2 separate regions of the Gossypium hirsutum genome follow, and region 2 is linked to region 1. Evidence: chromatin contacts called from public Hi-C data. All regions are on one chromosome and are shown on one strand. Each heading gives the region's core, a stretch centred on a gene start, on an enhancer-like site or on the middle of the called end of the contact. The rest is flanking DNA. Distances are from core to core; before and after follow the strand shown. Region 1 holds the start of LOC107931203 (mitogen-activated protein kinase kinase kinase 3). Region 2 overlaps LOC107931214 (beta-galactosidase 10).

Region 1 (6,353 bases), core at 2,873-5,372:
TCAGGAGTAAAATAAAATTTTGAAAAGCATCATAAAACATGGAAGAAGCTCAAACAAGCAAAGAAATTGCATTAAAAATTTGATGTATAGAAACATTAATTAAGAAACTATCGGTTCATATACCAATCAATTTCAAAACAATGTAATAAACATGAGCCAACTTTAGATCAGTTTAATACACATATTGTTTTCATGTTTAGATTTTAACAAGCGTAATGATTGCATCCATAACTTTCACCCAATTATAAATTCTAGTAAATAAGGTCATCTTGAAATCACAATCTGTTCAGGAGCATCAAACCTTGTATGAAAAATAGTAGGTTTCTGTTTGTGCAGTATCCATTTCTGAAACAACATGATATGATGATAAAAAAGTTCATGATATTTAAATTAAAACCAAGTAGCAGAAGTTGTTCCAAGTGTTTTCTAAATCAATCAGTTCAGGATGTATAAAAGATGATGTCTATACAATCAGAGTAATAAAAACCATCAGAAAAATAAGAAACAGAAACAAGCATCTTAAGAATATATACCGGAGTGCGGCTTCCATCAAAAGTATAAGGAAATGCATCCTTGGTTATGCTGATGTTAGCAACTCTTGTAGTTGCTTGGTCATGAATGAAAGGGTGATCTAGCAGTTGCAAGGCTGTAGGACGTGCTGACGGTTCTCTTTGCAAGCAAAGCCTTATGAAACTTTTAGCTTCATTAGAAAGGCGATCAGGAATCTCTGGGATATCTTTACTGTTTCCAATTTTAAATATTGCAGCCACCTGTTGAATTCAGAATTAACAGAAGGATTGATCCTAATTCCTGAACAGTTTTGAGCTAGCCAGAAAAAGACATTATCCAAGAGATGTTAAGAATTAATATGTCGCACCCCTTCATACTGATTCCATGGTGGTTTTGATGTAGCCATTTCAAGTATGGTACAGCCTAGACTCCAGATATCCACTGCAAGGTTGTAGCCATTTGTATTCATTACAACCTGAAATCGGAAAAATATACAAATAAGTGGCCATAATGGGAAAAATAATTAGCAATGAAATAGACTTGGAAAGGTTTTTAATGTGGAAAAAAAGGGGGGTGATTCCGTTATCATATAATTGAACGAGAGAGGAAAAGCAATACCTCAGGTGCCATCCAGTAAGGACTTCCCTTGAATGAAAGCATTGTACCACAAGCTGTTATCTAGATCAGGAAGAAAGAATTGTTCATTAACTGGTGAAAGAAAAGGAAGTAGGCAGACAAGATCACTGTCCATTTTCAGTTTTTATTTACACATTTTCAATTCGCTAGATTTACACCTGTAAATGTCACTTGCCATTTTCAATTTTAATTAGACTGTCAGTCTCAAGACTTCAACATTAACTTCTTAGATAGAACTGCGGTTCAAGTGATGGTCTAAAAGGCATTATAAATATTATATAGATATATATATCAAAAGACAATTTTCATTTTAACCTCTGTTTTCTTTACAATCAAAACTAGCATCATATCAAAATGTCATGTAGTAGACACTTGTTACTCTTAGCTACTAACTAATTTCAGAGGCATTGAAGCTTCAGTATACTAGAATTAAGCCTATCATCCCCAAGATGAGATAAGGTAACATACATGTTTTGCCATGCCAAAGTCAGCCAACTTGATTTCACCAGTAGGATCTACTAATATGTTTGCCCCTTTTATGTCTCTGAAACATAAAACCCACAGCTTTAAAAACATAACAAAGTTGATGCTAAATTTCCACACTACAGACAACTAAATCATCCATAACCAGAAGTACATCCAAGTACCTGTGGACTGTATTTCTTCCATGCAAGTAAGCAAGCCCAGAAAGAATTTGTCTTGTATAGTTTTGAATGACAGGTTCCTTGAAGGCACCATATTCTTGAAGCAATTTGTGGATTGAACCACCAGAGACATATTCCAAGTAAACTGAGAGTGTTTCTTCACCCTGAAAAAATGGCAATTAGATTTACAATGAAGCAAGGTACAATTAACTGGTATCAGGAGAAGGATTCCAAATATCATTCTCCATTCCCCTTTCTTTTCATTTTGTAATGTAAGTGAATTATTTGCATGTCATGTCTTCTAAAGCAGTATTTAAAAAAAAATTACCAGTTCACTTCCATAGTACCGAACAATGTTTGGATGAGATAGCTGACTAAGCAAATTTATCTCCTGTTGACATTAAAAAGGATTAGAAAACCAGACACTAAAATGAGGCAACTTGTAAATGATCTCAATATCAACTGGTAAAAGAATAACAGAAATTATGTATCACTATTCAGTGAGAATCAGACAAAACTATTACCTGGTTCAGTTGCTTGAGGCTTTCTTTTGATGTTTGATCATCAGAGACAAGCCTGACTTCTTTTATTGCACACATCTGCCCACTTTCACTGTCAAGCGCGGATGCATAATCTTAGAAAAGTATACAATGGGAAGAAACTGAAAACATACTTAAGATGTTGGTAAATATCTTTTTTATCTTGCATATTAGCCGGATTGGAACCATGAAATACATGACAAGAGCTAATTTCTGTGACAGATAAATCTTAAGTCTTTTATGAATGGCAGAGTATGATAATTAACTGATACAGAAAGCAAGTCCTACCTATTAAACCCAAGGTAAACATGTCCAAAAGTTCCCCTTCCTAAGAGTCTACCTCTTCGCCATTTCGATAGAGTAAAAGGTGTATTTTCATTCACTCCACAAGTTCTTGTGCTAGGCAGGGCAGCAGAGGGACTAGTAGGAGAACCTGGTGGAAGAGGCAACTTATGACACACGGACTTGCCATCTTCCTTTCTGCCTGTAGGAGACTCTAGACTAACCGCAGACAATTGATGATGAAGAGGTGACGTCGGGCTGGTTGCTCCTCTCGACCCCGGACCAGGGCTTCTCGACCTCGTGTTCATTCTAGGTTCACCTTGGCCTCTGGGATCAATATAGGACCTAGATTCAGTTAATGTCAGCTCTTTGAAAATCATTACAGGTAATGCTTCATTTGAGTGTGAACAACCCAATACCATACAATAATATTGAATATTTGGCTCGTTACAGACATATGATATATTATTTACAGATGTAAGTATCCAACATGTATCATTCAAGAATTACATTCAATCTGAACATGAAACAGTGATTAATTTGTAAGTGTTAACAGGAAATTTCAGTTCCAAAAGCTGAAAATATTAACAGATGGCAGACCCAAAAGGAAGGAAATACATATGGATAAAATTATTTAAAAAAAAAGAACATGTCAAACTCTGACACCCAAGAAAAGACAGAAAAAAACTATATCTTATTAATTAATCAACAACTGCTTTATATACCAAAAGAAAAATTATCAGTAACTGCCCCATATTAATTCAGAGATTTTAATAAAAAATGAAAATCAATCCTTCAATATTTAGAATCCAATACATGTAAGGGAAAAGGAAACCTGTATGCAAGGAATTGAACCGGATCATTTGCAATCTGATTATCTTCAGAAGAGCTATCACTTGAAACCGAATGCCACCCAGATCCTAACCCCACAACATGATCACTCTGCATCGGTGAGATGGATGGTGTAGGCAAAGGAATCCCTATTTTTTCACCTGAATCCGAATCCAAACCCGAAAACCCGGATGACCCACCACCACTACAACCAACAACAACGCTGAACTCCCTGCTGGCACGTGGTGAATTACTGGTGGTTAAAACAAGCCCTCCACCATCAAAGCTCTTAGAGTAGTTGCTGTTCTTGTCATCGGCGGCGGCGGCGGCGGCCACTTTCATTTTGCCAGCAGCGTCGCCGGAGGAAAATCCGGCAGTAGCATCTGGTTTATTAGGCGAAAGCTTAATTACTCCGATGCTAGTGCCTCGTGGACTTCGATTTTGACTCTCTTCTTTGTTCTTATTCGACTTTTTACCCCACCAAGCAGGCATTTTTTAAAAAAGAAAATGTTATTCTCTATAAGACAATGAAGAAGAAGAAGAAGAAGAAATGTTTTGATTTGTGCAGAAAAAAAATTATATTGAGAGGAGGAAACCGAGAGGAAATGATGAGAAAGACTTCAGACAAAAAGAGAGAGAAGGATAGCTTTTTATTTCTGCATTTATTTATTTTAATAAAATAAGATATCATATTTTAATGATAATATTTAGTTATAAAATAAAATAAGATATCATATTTTAATGATAATATTTAGTTATAAAATTATTAGTTTTCTTATATATATTTTGAAGGTCTCTATATATATATATGATAAGTATATCGTTTTTTTAATTAGCCAAATAGATGGTTTTTCAAAATTTAGAGAAATAAGCTATTTTTAGAGAAATACATCGATTTTAGAGATAGAGTATCAAAGAGCGTTCAGCTTGATGTGCTTTCGTAACAACTGTAAAATTTTTAAAGAGTCCAACTATTATTTCATTTTCATATAAATATCATATCATTTTTCATTCTTTCTCTTAAATTTAACTCTCTCTATTCTCTCTAAACTTTCAATTCTCTCAAATTTCTCAAGATTTATTTGAAATTTACTAATATATTTGTATAAAAATATTATAGTTTTATTTTATTATTTCGTAGATTATTCATTTTAATTAAATTTTCACGAAACAAGTTTTATTATTCGTTTCAACTACAAGCACATTTTTGCCGCTCAATCGGTAATGGTAAGGAAAATTTTTAAATTTTGTTTTTCAATTAAGTTAATTTTAAAGTTTTTAATTTTAAAAAAAATTAAATTATTTTATTTTGTTGATATAAATAGGTGGATGATCATGTTTTGGAGGGGTTCATACAATTTATCAAATAGCCCAGACAATGAAATTCTTGGTTATTTGTAATATGCATGATTTTTACATGCATCTTGGATGCTCGGAGGCTTAAATTGGATCCTACGCTTATCAGCGCGTTAGTGGAAAGATGGAGACCTGAGACACACGTATTTCATCTTTCATGCGGTTAGTGTACAATTACTCTCGAGGACGTTGTTTTACAACTTAGCTTACTGGTGGATGGGTCAATTGTTACGAGGGCAGTGGTCATTCTTGGTAAGGAGTACCTTTGCGAGGCATTTTTAGGGAAGGTGCCGAATAAATTTCAAGGTGGCCAGATAGAGATGAAATGGTTGGAAGATAATTTCAAAGACCTTCCTAAGGACACAATTGACATCGAAAAAGAATAATACGCCCGAGCATTCACTATGAAGTTTATCGAGGGCATTCTAATGCTCGATAAATCTCAAAATCTGGTATACAAAAGGTGCCTACTACACTTAGTCGACTTTAAATAAAGTGGTTGACTAAGTTGGGGCTTAGCCTTGTTGGCCACGTTGTACAAGGAGTTGTCTCAGGCGATGGAATTGAATAAGATGTCAATCAGTAGTTACTTGCTCATGTTGTAGTAATGGGTATGGTGGCGACTACCATTTTTAGGTCCCCAAGTGGACAACCTTTATACATTCTCATTTGTGACAAAGTAAAATTCATTTGATAATAATATATAGTAACCATAGTAAATGTTGTTTATTTATTATATGTTGGAATTAACATATTGTTTGAGTAGGTGAAACCATGGGTGGAGTTATGTGGGACAACCGGAGCAGTTCAAAGATATCCAGCTACTATTAGATCAATACTTGAAACTATTGAATTTTTCAAACCTATAATAATTAAGCAATGATTTGGAATTTAAAATTTTGTAGCTAATTGTGCACTATAGTTTAAATAGATGTCATACTCGCCGATCCGAATATCATAGAATATGCCCCGCTTGAATTTTTGGCCATTCAGAGTAGGAGGGATGCGAATGTGCGATTGATAGTTTACGCGACAGTGGAGATGCACGAATCGGATCGAGTGATGCGGCAGTTCAAGTAGAGGCAAAAAATTTCGTTGGCACAACAATACATCGAAACACCACACAAGCTTGATTTGCGAAGGAAAATCGATGAAAATTGACGAGAATTCAACAAAGAGTATATCGAAATTTGGGATCATATGATGAATTTCATACCCATTCGCGAACCTTTTTTTACACCAAACATGACGACATCTATGGAGATCATGCCTTGGCTTAGACTGGCAAGTCATATCTACTTTTGGTGGAGGAGAGGAGTAGGCAAATTTGTTCGAAGAAATGCAAATGACACTTGCAATACAGACTTGCCAGAAAGCCATATCTACTATCAATGTACCCTTGTTGGACTCGAATGTAGGGAGTAAATCATCAGTTCTTCTATATACTATGTTACGATCAACATCTGCACCGGATTGCCAATCGATGTAGGTTGATGGCATACCGATATAAGTACTTCCACCTCAGGACATCGAACAACTGAAGTTGAAATCGAAT
Region 2 (6,353 bases), core at 2,458-4,957, 44 kb after region 1:
TAGCTTATACATGCCATTGATTTCCAAAATAAAGTTTCTTTATATACCGAAATCCTGAGGTTGACAGTGTGATGTGTCTCCCACCAAATCCGACCTCCGAGCTCTGAACACTACAAAACAGGGAAAAAGGAAACGGGGTAAGCACTTTGTGCTTAGTAAGCTCATGTAACAATAATTATACTTACCTAATATTTTCAATACAATACAATAAACATCCATATATCCATTCAATGCATTATTACCCTAATATGCACAAACTCAACATTCAAGTTAGTATAATAATTTCCATGTACCAATAATATATACTATGATTGATGAGCTCGTCAATACCATGATTTCCATTTCCTTGTTATTTTTCCATATTTATCCCGTTGAATTTCTTGGAATTTTGATGGATTTTCAGAGGTACACTTTTAGTGTACAATTCCGGGTCTGTCAATTCATATTCATGTGCGCACATTTTCATTTCAAAGAGCACACTCCCGCGAACCTCAACCTTGCAGTGGGATTACCAGTCCAGGCTAAATCCCCTGCAATTTAAACTCATAGAGTATTGTCGGGATTACCAGTCCAGGCTAAATCCCTTGCAACGACAATTACTCTAATGAGCTTGGATCTGAATTACCAATCCAGGCTAAATTCAGACCCTAATTCGGATTACCCGTCCGGGCTAAATCCATTTTACACATATTCTTCGGGAGGGCTATATCAAGATAGGATCACCCGTCCGGGCTAGATCCTTTTTACCGTCAATTCCTTTTCAGAAATCCATCGAATTTTCCTTTCATTCAAACGGGATTTCTTCCCATTTTATCAAATATATCAATGTTTCATTAATTTTCATACAATGAACACTCAAATCATATTCACATCAATAACATACAATCTCAAGCATTTAAGAATATAATTCAAGTTACACGAACTTACCTTGATACTTGTTTGTAAACAGTAAAAATCTACTAATCCCGAACTTTTTCCTTTCCTCGATCTAGCTTTGTATTTGAATCTTCTGGATTTGGTGCAAAAATTATGAAATACCAGCTCAAAGAACCCTCCTATGGCGTTTTTAGCTGCTGGAATTGAAGAGAAATGAAGAGAAATCTAGATATTTCCTATTTAGTCCTAGTTTTATTTAGTTAATTTTGCAATATTTCAATTTTACCCTTAATTTATCAATTTTTCTGCTGATTTCATACCCTTGCCGTCCAGCCCAAATAAATTTTGGGTCTAATTGCCTTTTAAATCCTTTCTCATTAGACTTTTAAGCTATTTAATCATTCTAGCAACTTTTACACCTATTCCAATTTAGTCTTTTTCATTTAATTGACTACCCAAACATTAAAATTTCCTAACGAAATTTTAATACCACATTAATAACATTTCATAAATATTTATAAAATTATTTTTGACTCGGTTTTACGAGATAGAGGTCTCGATACCTTGTTTTTACCCAATTTCTTCAATAATTTCTTTTTCTATCTAATCACTAAATCGATAAAATTTTCCTATCAATATTTTCATACGATTTTCCTATCATATCAATTTTCAAGCAAAAATATTGAAATAAATTTCTCTTTAAATCGGATCTATGGTTACAAAACCATTGTTCCGATAACCTTGAATTTAGGCCATTACAAGCCCATTTTTAAAAAAAATTTGAGTGTGCAAGATATGTTTAAGTTGCTCCACCACAATGCACAAAATGGATATTCGAAGAAATTTGAGAATATATATTAATTATTAATCTTATTGTATTATTAAATGTCTTGAATGAATTGAAAATTTAATTATGATATGATTTGGTGATTACTATTTTAATTTGATAGTTTTTCAACATTAGGGAGAGAGAAATAACAGTTGAATGAAATCATTAATTGCGATGAGTTATCATTATCTAAATCCTCAAAGAAAGTAATTAAATCCTCAGAGAAAGTAATTTGAACCAAAATTTCAAAATAAGGTTTCACTTTATTGCAAGTTAACAGATAAGATGTATTTATTGACCTAATAAGAATGTCAAGTGTTATATACCAACTAATGTGTTGAAATCTAAGTAGAACAACCTATTAGAATAAATGAAAGTGTTGCATGCCTAAAGCATGATAAATTGATTGATTCCAAAAAAGCTCTCGTAAAAAAAAATACTAAACCAAGATGATCATATAATGGAAACATGTACTCCTAAAGAGAACCAAGACATAACTAATTATTAATACTCCAAAAGAGATTCAGATATCTAAATATGAAAATGATGAAAATAAAAAATCTCGATAAGCTATGCATACGAGATAATGTGGAATTAAAATGAAAAGTTGTCTACAACGGTTTCGCATGCAATACTATTGATAAAATAATGAAAGAAAAGGAAGATCTTGAATCAATTTGTCAAGAAATATAAACATGAAACACATTGGCTAAAATGAAAAAACACAATTCAAGTAAAATTAAATTCATAAAGTTTCTGGACTGAGACTCTAAACATTTAACGATATAAAGCCAGTGAGATTCAAATGATTAGTCTTGCGAAAACAAAATAAAAAATATGAAGTTTTCGCTAAGTCCTGACATTGATTATGAAAAATATTCTTTTTTTGTGGATGACTTTAGATATCTTATTATTCTGACAATTTATACTTGACGTGCGTCTTATGATTATTGTTACAATATATATTGTAGAAGTTTATATTAAAATCCTTAAAGAATTTAAAATGCTAGAAGCATACACAAATTCCCAAGAAATTGTTTCATACAATTGTGTAAATATTTATATGAATTTATTTGAGCATGTATTGGTATAAATAGACTACGATTAAAGTTTATTATTATTACTATTGAAACTCTTGAAGAGACAAAAATATGTTCTCCCAAAAAATTCTCACTCATAACTTTCAAAGAAATGATGATATAAATACTTAACAAGGTCGTTCAAGTGATCATTTGAAAAATTAATATCCAATATTAGGACACGTAGAATTTGAGATATCATATTATGTTATCATGAGGGGAGTAAATATACCCTATACACTTTTTTCCTTGACCGAAGTTTTATCCTACTAGATTTTACTAGTTTTGTTTTTAATAAAACACATTATCTATCAAAAAAACATATAAAGAAGAATATTATAAATATTTTATTATTAAATGAATATCCATCAAGATAAATTTAATATACATTAAGACTCTAAGGTTTATTAGAAGTAATCTTTTATGTTATATATGCTTCTTATGCCTATAAATATAAACTTTATAAAAACAATATAAACATGATCAATAAATTTTATGATTCTCTTTTGCTCTATCAATTTCTCGTTTATCTTTATTTCATAAGATATAACAATTTATTTGAATATTTAAATGTATCAAATCCTAAAGCTACTTTATTACACAATCTCGTAAATAAAACATGGAACTCTAGACGGATTAAATTAATATAAATTATATATAAAACTGTGTAAAATTAAATAAATTTTGTGACATTTGCCAAATGCTTGACCAATATCGATATATTTAAAAGCAAAAACGAATATTCCACATATTAAGAGCTAAGTCTATCTATGCTCTTGAATTTTCGCAAACACCTCAAAGGACAAAAAGTACCTGAGCAAAAGGAAAGTAAAATTAGGGGCATCATGTTGAGGAAATAAAACACAGCTCGTACCCGAAAGAAAACGCTTTCTTCCGTTTCCTTCTTCAGGAAGCAGCCAAAACATTTGTGTCGGAACATATACCGGGGTAACTTTAGCTGCAAACTGCTTCAATTGCAAGTCTCTTAGTAGTACCAGGACACAAGCCCTTATCGAAGTTCTCTTCTGTTAGTTCTATGGCACACTCATTCTTACCCAGGCAGACCTGCCGTGCACAGAACATTAGGAAGGAAAAAATAGTGTTAATTAATATGCATTAATACTATACGCAGATAAGTGTGTTCACTGAACATGACTATAAATAATCACCTAGATTACGGGCTTATCTGCAATCACAGCTTAGTTGACTTAGTTTCTCGGACATTCTTAAGTCCAACTATTAGTCTTATACAAACTCCTTGGCACCAGATTCTGCTGCCAACTTTTCTAATGTTTTGCAAACTTTTCTAATATTTTGCAAATTCTTGGCTACGGTTGATTCCTTGAGTAATTGGACATTACATGCACATGACTTATGGCTATGCGGAGAGGCGATAACCTAAACTTTTGGGATAAGCGAAATGGCAATATGTACACTGTCTATATCTATCTATACCATATTTAAGCCTCTAAATAAATTGATATCATAAATCAATTAGACACCAATTTAGACACCAACTTAATTGAAAAACGACCAAAAATCCAAAAATCAATTTAAATCTAAAATATATACAAAGAATTTAAACCTAAAAACCATAGTAGTTATAGCTTTAATTTTACTATTTCACCCTATGTCATAAATGTTTCTTTCTTAGCATACATTGTGAGTATATCATAATCTAATATATAAATAATACTAACCGAGTCACAAGTTAAGTAACTCCATTTACTTATCAAAAACCTCTTCCCCTTAAAAATCTCACTCAGATAATAGCATACATAAAAGTGAAACTATATAATGAAAATTTACATATTATATTTTTATAGAAAAAATCATCCACTCTTTTACTTTTCTCTCCACTGTTTAAGAAACCAACACCCTTTTCCCTTTTAAAACCTACCACTATCCTAAAAAATATTAATATTTTTATCACAGCGTATGTATATAAAACCGCGTATTTATAATTCGGATAATCTCTAATACATAATAAAATAAAACGTATGGTTTAAATTTAATTATAATAACATATGCAATACGTATAAAACAAAAATTAAAAAAATAGTTTAAATTGTAAGAAAATATTAAATACGTAAATATAATTTAATTAATAAAAAATTAAAGATTGAATTAACTTGATATATTAACACAATCAACGACATTATCTTAGAAAATATAATTTTCTTAAAAAGATTAATCTACTATTATCTAAGTCGCTAATCAAGTTGATGTCTTAAATTAACCAGATATCAATTAATTTGGAAAAAGACTAATTCATCTTTTCTATTAAAGGATTATATATTATTTTGATGGCTATTTTTTTTCATACTTTTATACAATTTTTAAATAAATGAACTAAAACTAATATATTTAAGTTCCAAAAACGTGTTCAATGAATTCATAAACAAGTTCTTACCACTACTCCAATAATAATTATTAAGTAAATTTTTAAAAAGTAATTTTTATATAAAATGCTTTCTGCCACCTACTAAATCTAACAGAATTGGTGTCACGAGTCAATCAAGAACTAACTCAATTAAAAAATTTATGAAACTATCCTTTCGTGTTTAAAATAAGTTATACTTTTCGAGGTTACTTTAGTTCTTTTATTTTCTATAAAAACAAATGAGAAATTACCACTAAAATAAAGCTTTATTTAATCTAATATTTACATTTTAATTGTATTATGCATATCTTAATACCTCCATCAATTATATATACTAATAATATTATTGATTGAGTTAGTATTACAAATTAACTCGATATCAACTCAAGATTGATACAACACTATGATAGACAACCATAGTGTATTTAATATTTTTAATCTGATGTATTTTTGTTTTTAAATTTCATTTTACTAACAATTAATTCTAATTTTTTTCATTGTAATAATGTACATATCGCATATGTATATTCTAAACACGTAATTTCTACGTACATACACTTGTTATAGGTATACTTATATTGATAATATTGTTATTGATTGAGTTTCTATCACAAGTTAAACTCAACATTAACTAAAGATTAATAACATTGGTTAAACAATAATATCGCATTTAGTATTCTTAATCTGATTTGTTTACATGCTTAAATTTCGTTTTACTCACAACTTAATCTATTAATCTATTTTTTTATTTGCCATATCGTACATCTTTCATGTGATATTACTAATTAATTTCAAACCATAAATTTTATTATTTATTATATATTATTTTAAACATTTATTGGTGTTTTAAGCACATAGTTTTCATACACATATGCGTGAAAAGAGACTAATTTATCTTTCCTGTTAGATGATTACTATTGTTATTTTAACATTGCAAAGTTAACATATCTAAATTTTGAAGACGTCTTCAATGGATTTATAAACAAACTTTTTTATCACTGCACCAAAAATAATCATTAACTTTTAAAAGATATTTTCTTACATGCATAGTGTATCTATACTATTATTTAAAAATCTGATAATGTCACTATCAATCGAGCACTTACTCGATTAAAAAGTTACAAAAATAATCATTCATATTTAAAATAAATTATATTATTTAAGATTACTTTAATCTTTTTCATTT

The links. A called contact is a pair of places that touch in the nucleus more often than the background predicts.
Region 2: a contact with region 1 is called in a Hi-C map of petal, with 2.0 times the contacts expected there. The contact joins the enhancer-like site here to the promoter of LOC107931203 in region 1. A contact is called at or near these places in 4 of 34 Hi-C or Micro-C datasets (anther, leaf, petal and 1 more).

The regions. Positions count from the first base shown.
Region 1 is chrA12:137,678-144,030 of Gossypium_hirsutum_v2.1, forward strand. It overlaps LOC107931203 (mitogen-activated protein kinase kinase kinase 3), which reads right to left and starts at 4,123. Exons shown (of 11, transcript XM_016863011.2): 1 at 3,447-4,123; 2 at 2,618-2,956; 3 at 2,315-2,402; 4 at 2,119-2,181; 5 at 1,794-1,954; 6 at 1,615-1,690; 7 at 1,129-1,188; 8 at 878-985; 9 at 534-770. The coding sequence starts at 3,934.
Region 2 is chrA12:181,799-188,151 of Gossypium_hirsutum_v2.1, forward strand. LOC107931214 (beta-galactosidase 10) reads right to left here. Exons shown (of 20, transcript XM_041082362.1): 19 at 3,729-3,849; 20 at 3,421-3,597. Among protein-coding and RNA genes, the nearest start is that of LOC107931214, 18 kb to the right of the region's middle. Within about 2 kb of position 3,708, at least 2 of the 9 cell types and tissues checked have an H3K27ac peak or open chromatin away from gene starts, as enhancers often do.